Linked DNA regions of Bos taurus: region 2 is linked to region 1. Evidence: chromatin contacts called from public Hi-C data. All regions are on one chromosome and are shown on one strand. The core of a region is the stretch at or near the end of the contact, and the rest is flanking DNA. Distances in the headings are between cores, read along the strand shown.

The links. A called contact is a pair of places that touch in the nucleus more often than the background predicts.
Region 2: a contact with region 1 is called in a Hi-C map of liver, with 2.8 times the contacts expected there. The contact joins the enhancer-like site here to the promoter of EVA1A in region 1. A contact is called at or near these places in 2 of 11 Hi-C or Micro-C datasets (liver and skeletal muscle).

What each region holds. Positions count from the first base shown.
Region 1 is chr11:44,090,085-44,093,278 of ARS-UCD2.0, forward strand. It overlaps EVA1A (eva-1 homolog A, regulator of programmed cell death), which reads left to right and starts at 1,719. Exons shown (of 3, transcript NM_001435268.1): 1 at 1,719-1,974.
Region 2 is chr11:44,154,976-44,158,169 of ARS-UCD2.0, forward strand. All of the region lies in intron 2 of EVA1A (eva-1 homolog A, regulator of programmed cell death), which reads left to right. Among named protein-coding and RNA genes, the nearest start is that of EVA1A, 65 kb to the left of the region's middle. Within about 2 kb of position 1,581, at least 3 of the 102 cell types and tissues checked have an H3K27ac peak or open chromatin away from gene starts, as enhancers often do. A contact at or near this core is called in liver, where this site is marked.

The DNA.
Region 1 (3,194 bases), core at 469-2,968:
ATTAGTCTTGTGAAGCCTTCTCTAGTCCTGAGGAACAGTGTCACCATGAAGGATTTTAGTGTTCTAGATAGGAGGAGATGCAAGAACTGGGCTCATAAAAATCAGCTCCTGAGAATATCTAACTATCTGAAAACCTTTCCTGTCAGTTTTCCTGGGGCACAGATTGCCTCATTTCTGCTCCTCACCCTGAACTCCTTCAGGGGATGTTGAAAGTCAGCAGCAACAAATGACTTAATCCTTGTAGAGGCAAATGGCAAGCACTCATGTATGTGTGTTTGTGTGTGTGTGCTTAGTCAGTCATGTCTAACTCTTTGTGACCCCCAAAGACTGTAGTCCACCAGGCTCCTCTGTCCATGGGATTATCCAGGCAAAAATACTGGAGTAGGTTGCCATTTTCTTCTCCAGGGGATCTTCCCAACCCAGGAATTGAACCTGCATCTCCTGAGTCTTCTGCATTGGTAGGTGGATTCTTTAGCACTAGTGCCACCTGGGAAGCTCAAGCACCCGTGGCAAGTGCCAATCTGTAGTTGACAAGTTCTTAATTCTTTCTTGGTAGACTGGTCACCATTCTCTTTCACATTCATCTACCGTCACTCCCCATCCTGGCTGTGTTCTCTGATAGACCACCTTCTGATGGGAGTTTTCCATTCCTTCTTAGCTCTGTGTATGCCTTTTTTACTCTGTAGAAAGCTCTTCCGGTACTTGACCTATCTTGTAAGAGACCACAGAAACCCTGGGACTCTATCTGCACTAGACACATATTACAATTGTCCAGGAACAACATGCCCTACTGGTTCTTTTCTAAGTTCCTAGAGCCCAGCTTAGCACTTATCAGGCTCTTAAATAAAACAGTCCTTGAATTTAAGAAAGAAAATCCCAAATTTGAATGAGCAAAACCAAACAAAGATATCAAATACTCTCCTCATCAAAATGAATTCTTTCGAGATTATGCATTAGGGTTTAAACGTCATCATTGCGGGGGGGGGGGGGCGGGAAGTAGCGTAATTAGGGGCTCAGGTATGTCCCTGGTGGTTCAGTGATTCAGATTCTGGGCTTCCACGGCCGGGGGCACAGGTTGGATATCAAAGGGAACTGAGATCAGAAAAAGGAACCCTCCCTCCCACCCGCAAAAAAAAAAAAAAAAAAGCTCAAAGCAAGAGAGAGGACAGGAAGGAGAGGATGGGATGCTGCAAGCAGCTTGGAGGTCAGCTTTTAAATCTGGGCTGGTCCCAGCAACGGCGCCCCTCATAGCTCAGTTGGTAAAGAATCTGCCTGCAATGCAGGAGACTCCGGTTGGATTCCTATGTCAGGAAGATCCCCTGGGGAAGGGATAGGTCACCCACTCCAGGATTCTGACCTGAAGAGTTCAATGGACTGTATAGTTCATGGGGTCGCAAACAGTCGGACACGACTGAGTGAACTTCACTTTCTTTTTCTTTACTCCTAGCAGGGGAAAAGGGAAGAACTCTGGGGCAGGGTGGGGACAGCCCACGGAGAACCTTTCAGGGCCCTGGGGACTGTTAGAAGTGCGCGCAGTAGGCAAGAGTTTCGAAGCTTGAACTAACTTGCTGCGGGGGGAGGCGCCGCGAGCCGCAGCCATTTAGGTTTCAGGTCTTTCCAGCGCCCTTACGGGTAGCTGGTTTGGGGAAGGGGAGGGGAAGGGAGGGCAGGTCCAGAGCAAAGTGGGTGGAGTGGAGGGGGCAGACTGAAGGAAATGAGACAACCTTTTCCTCCCACAGAATCGTGGTCCTCCTGCGTCTGCTGGGGTTACCACCGCCGCCCGTGATCGCCCAGGCCGGGACCCCGTGCCCACAGGTCTCCACTGGGGTTTCTTTCCGAATCGCCAGTGCCAGCCCAAACCTTGGCCACAGCTTTGTTGCGTCCTCCTCTTAGTGATCGGCTCCTGGTCCCCGGCTCCGCCCCCAGCACCCGGAGCCAGGACCCCGGAAGTGCGCGTTGGCTGCTCGGGCGAAGGTAAGCGTTGCGGTTGAGCGCGCTCAGGGTGTAGGGGCGCCTGGCATCCCCAGAGGGCCGTGGCGTGCCCTGAACACCCCTGCTTCGGAAACACGTAGAGCACTTCTGACCTGAGAGGGCTGCTTTGTTCCTGACCCCCTGCCCAGGTGTTGTAGCCTGGGTACCCCCAAGGAACTTTGCTTACGGGAGCTTGTTTTCTCTCTCTTCTCACTTTGCTGGTGCTTCCTACCCCGCATCCCTGCTTCTTTTTCTGGATCCAAGAACTCTCCGCTCCTTGCCTATGCAGCCTGGCTTCGGAGAGCGAGTTCTTGCCTAATCTCTGCGCCTCTCTCCTCCGCCTCCGGGACCAGGGGCTTAGTTCCCAGGCGGCGACAGTGACTGGCTTTGACCTCGGACCTGCCAGATGCAGCCCTGTCCGAAATTTCCTTGGCTCTAGTTGATATGGTTTTGTTGTTCAGTGGCTCAGTCTTGTCCGACTCTTTGCGACCCCGGGGACTGCAGCACGCCAGGCTTCCCTGTCCCTGACCTTCACCATCTCCCAGAGCTCAAACTCATGTCCACTAAGTCAGTGATGCCATCCGACCATCTCGTTCTCTGTTGTCCCCTTCTCCTCCTGCCTTCAATGTTTCCCAGCATCAGGGTCTTTTCCAATGAGTTGGCTCTTCCCATTAGGTGGCCAAAGTATTGGAGCTTCAGCCTCAGTTCTTCCAATGAATATTCTGGGTTGATTTCCTTTAGGATTGACTGGTTTGATCTCCTTGCAGTGCAAAAGAGCCTTCTCCAACATCACAGTTCAAAAACATAATTTCTTCCATGCTCAGCCTTCTTTATGGTCCAACTCTCACATTCATACATGACTACTGGAAAAACCATAGCTTTATTTTATGAATGTTTTAAGCCAGCCTTTTCACTCTCCTCTGTCACCCTCATCAAGAGGCTCTTTAGTTCCTCTTCGCTTTCTGCCATAAGGGAGGTGTCATCTGCATATCTGACATTTACCAAACTCCTTTCCAGGAACTCAGTCTGCTGCATGCTTTTGGTGGCCCCTGAAATCAAGGTGGATGGGGGGGGGTGAAAAGGTAGTTGGTGGTCCCAAAATCCTTAGAGGGGATGCTCTGCTCACGGAGAGAAGTGTAGTCAGCTTCTTGCAGTTCTGACTGGGTTTCCCAAGGATTAGGGTGTGGGGGTGGGGATGAGCACTGAATATGGGATTCACTGAA
Region 2 (3,194 bases), core at 331-2,830, 65 kb after region 1:
TTCCTTGATTCCAGGTTGTTTTCTTTTAGGAAGCTGGCTGACTTTCTCAAGATCATTTCCTGAGAACAGGTGCTGTACATATAAAAGGAGTCATTTAAAAATACATGAAAATATACCTCAATAAAGCTGGAAAATTTTTAAAATGCATGAAAATGCTCAATGGTTTCAAAGACCAAACTGATTTTCTGCTGCTGGAGTGAGTTTTTTAAGCTTTGGTAGTTGACTTTTCTTTATTTTAATATCTCTATTGTATAAAAAGGAAGGGACTGAGGTTCTGAATAGATGTCCTTTGAGAGCCTGGTTTTAATTTCTAGTTCTCTAGTCAGGGTTGACATGTGATGACCTCAGAGTTCAGATACAAAACCTGACTCTTCTATTTACAATGTCAAATCTGAGCCAGAATTGAGGATAAAGGAAGTTCATGGCTTCTTGCTGAGAGAGCATCTTGGATGACGTGCAATCTGATTTTAGAATGGAAGACTTCTCAGGAGCTTGGCTGGCTCCTTAGTGGTTGGCAAGATGCCACATGTCATCTTCACATGTATCGAGTCCATGGTTCTCCCTTCTCAGATCAGCAAAGGCTCAGGTCATCAGTCAGCTCCTCACTTCCCAAAGTGATGCCAAAAGCTCAGCTTCTCTACAAACTGGTGCCAAATCGAATCTCAGAGAGTTTTAGGTGAAGTAGAAATGGATAGCTTTATTACTTTGCCAGGCAAAGAGGGACACAGTGGATTCCTGCCTCAAAAAACTATGTGTTCCCACTTGGAGAAGATTGAAAGTTCATAGTAATTGTTCAAAGAGGGCATGATCAGCTCATGGGCATTCTTCTTATAGGTTGATGGTAAGTAGGATGCAGCATCATAAACGTTCAGGTTCCAACTAGTCTGGGTCTACATACTTGTGGTCAGCAATACTATCATTAACTGATAATTTCTCCCACTTGGAAGGGGGTTTCAGTATCTGAAAAACAGCTCAAAGATATTGTGTGTATCTGTTGATGGGGAACCAGAACTGTGCCCCAAGGCTGAATAACTTGTTTCTCTTGAATGTTTCTCCCCAGTCTTGCATTCTCTCCCTTCCCTAATTAACAACTGCTAGAATCTACCCGTTGGAACTCAGTAAAGGTCATGGAGGCTGAATGAAGGCTATTTTCTGTAATCAAAGAAATGGGGGACATAGAAAGGCTTTGTGCCCAGGAGACCCACATGACCCTGCTCAGTATCAAAAGGAAGTTCTAGTTCCAGGAGCCTCCTTACCTGGGTACCCACACATCAAAGGAATCCCAGTTCTGCCCTTTCTTCTAGGCTATTCTGGGGAGAAAGGACACTGGAACTGGAAAAGAGATCTTTGAAACTATGGTATCATGTTTTCACAAGCAATTGAATGATGGTCTCCTCAAGTCTACAGTCAAGTCAAAACACCCCAAAATGAAGTGGGGTATGACAGGGAGGGTCTGCAGTTTCCAAGGTCTCAGATGACACTTGCAAATAAGCTGTTGTAAGAAAATACCTCTGGTGAGAATAAACAGGTTATTGGACTTTGAAACTGTTCTCAGCACAGGAAGTACCTGGCAGATTTCCATTTTGGCCAGCATAACCCTGAATTGTGATCATTGAACGTGGTAACTCATTGAATGCCCTGGTTTACCATGTGTCTTATGATCTTATGGTGAAAGGGTACGTGGCCCTGTTTTTCTTCCTCCTTCAAACTTTTTCTTTCCCACTCCATATTCTGGAATTAAATATTGCTTAGGATACAGGAAAATAATTTTTCTTTTAAGTATGGGCTGGGATAAAAAGAGAATGCAAGGAAATGGAAAGTAGAGTAGCTAAAATAAAATGCATTAGAACTAGTAAGTAGATTTGGTGGCTAAAAATTAATTCCAAGCATGATCTAGAAGACTGCCTGACTATAAAGGAAATGAATTAAAACATTTAAAATATTAAAGTGTTGACTTAAAAAATATTCACAACCTATTAATAAAAATTGAGAGTAATATTTTATTCAGTGGAAATTTGGGGGGTTGCAAGCCTGGAAGACAGCATTTCAAGTGACCCTGAGAGAACTGCTCCCAGGAAGCAAGGGAGGAGCCAAGTTATATAGAAGTTTTGCAACAAGGGGCAGGTAGTCTTAACATCAGAAGGTGATTGTTAATTAAAGAAAACCAGATACTCCAAGTTAAAGAATTTAGTGCTTTATGGCAGGAAATATTTCATTTCTCAAAGGTGAATATAGCATCCCCTAACCTCTCCTAGTTTCTCCCAGCTTATCAATTGCCTCATTCATATGATCCATCATTTTAGCAACACCCTTGCTAATACACATAATTCCCTTATTCCTGTGTCTCGTTTCTGACTAAACCAACAGAGAAAATTCCAACTCTTAAGTGAATCCTTTCTCCCCTTTCTTTCTCTGCACTCAAGAAACCACTCTTAAAACTTTGAAGATTGAAACAATTAGAAATTCATGGAATCCAGCCTTTGCTGAGCCTAATATTGCATCATTCTTTCTATTTGCTTTTGGATACATCTTGTTCCCATTCACATTCTTCCCATTCTTCACCATTTCAAACCTTGACCATTCCAGGAATTTAAAATATCTGTTTATCAAAATGTACCCTTAGTTGGCAAATGCAACTAAGAATAAAATGTTGCATTAATGAAGAGAGGTTAAAGTTAATATGTAAAGAACTCTTACAAATCAATAAATGTTTTAAAAGAAAAGGGGCAAAGGATAAGAATCAGCAGTTTGCCAAAGAAAAAATACAAATTGCTGAAAAACATAAGCAGCTCAGGTTTTAGAAATTAAATGCAAAATGAAAGCAACAGGTTGACATTTTTATTTTATAAAATTGTCAAATATTTGAGTGATTATGTTTATAATTTCAGTTTTGGAGAAAGTGTAGGGAGATGAGTGTTTGTACATAAGCTAATGAGGTTACGAATTGCCACAGCCTCTCCAGAAAATGATTTGGGAACACCTGTCAAAAGCCTTAAAACAATATTTATCCAGCAATTCCACAAGTAGGAATTTATCCTAGTGAAATAATTACGGTTATGGGCCAAAATTTTACTGTGAAGACAGTTTGTCTCAGAACTATTTATAACAGTAAAAAAAAATCATAAAAGTAGGCGAATATTAATTTAAATAGAAAGATGTTTATGATGTGCTACTAAGTGAACAAAGTCTGTTAC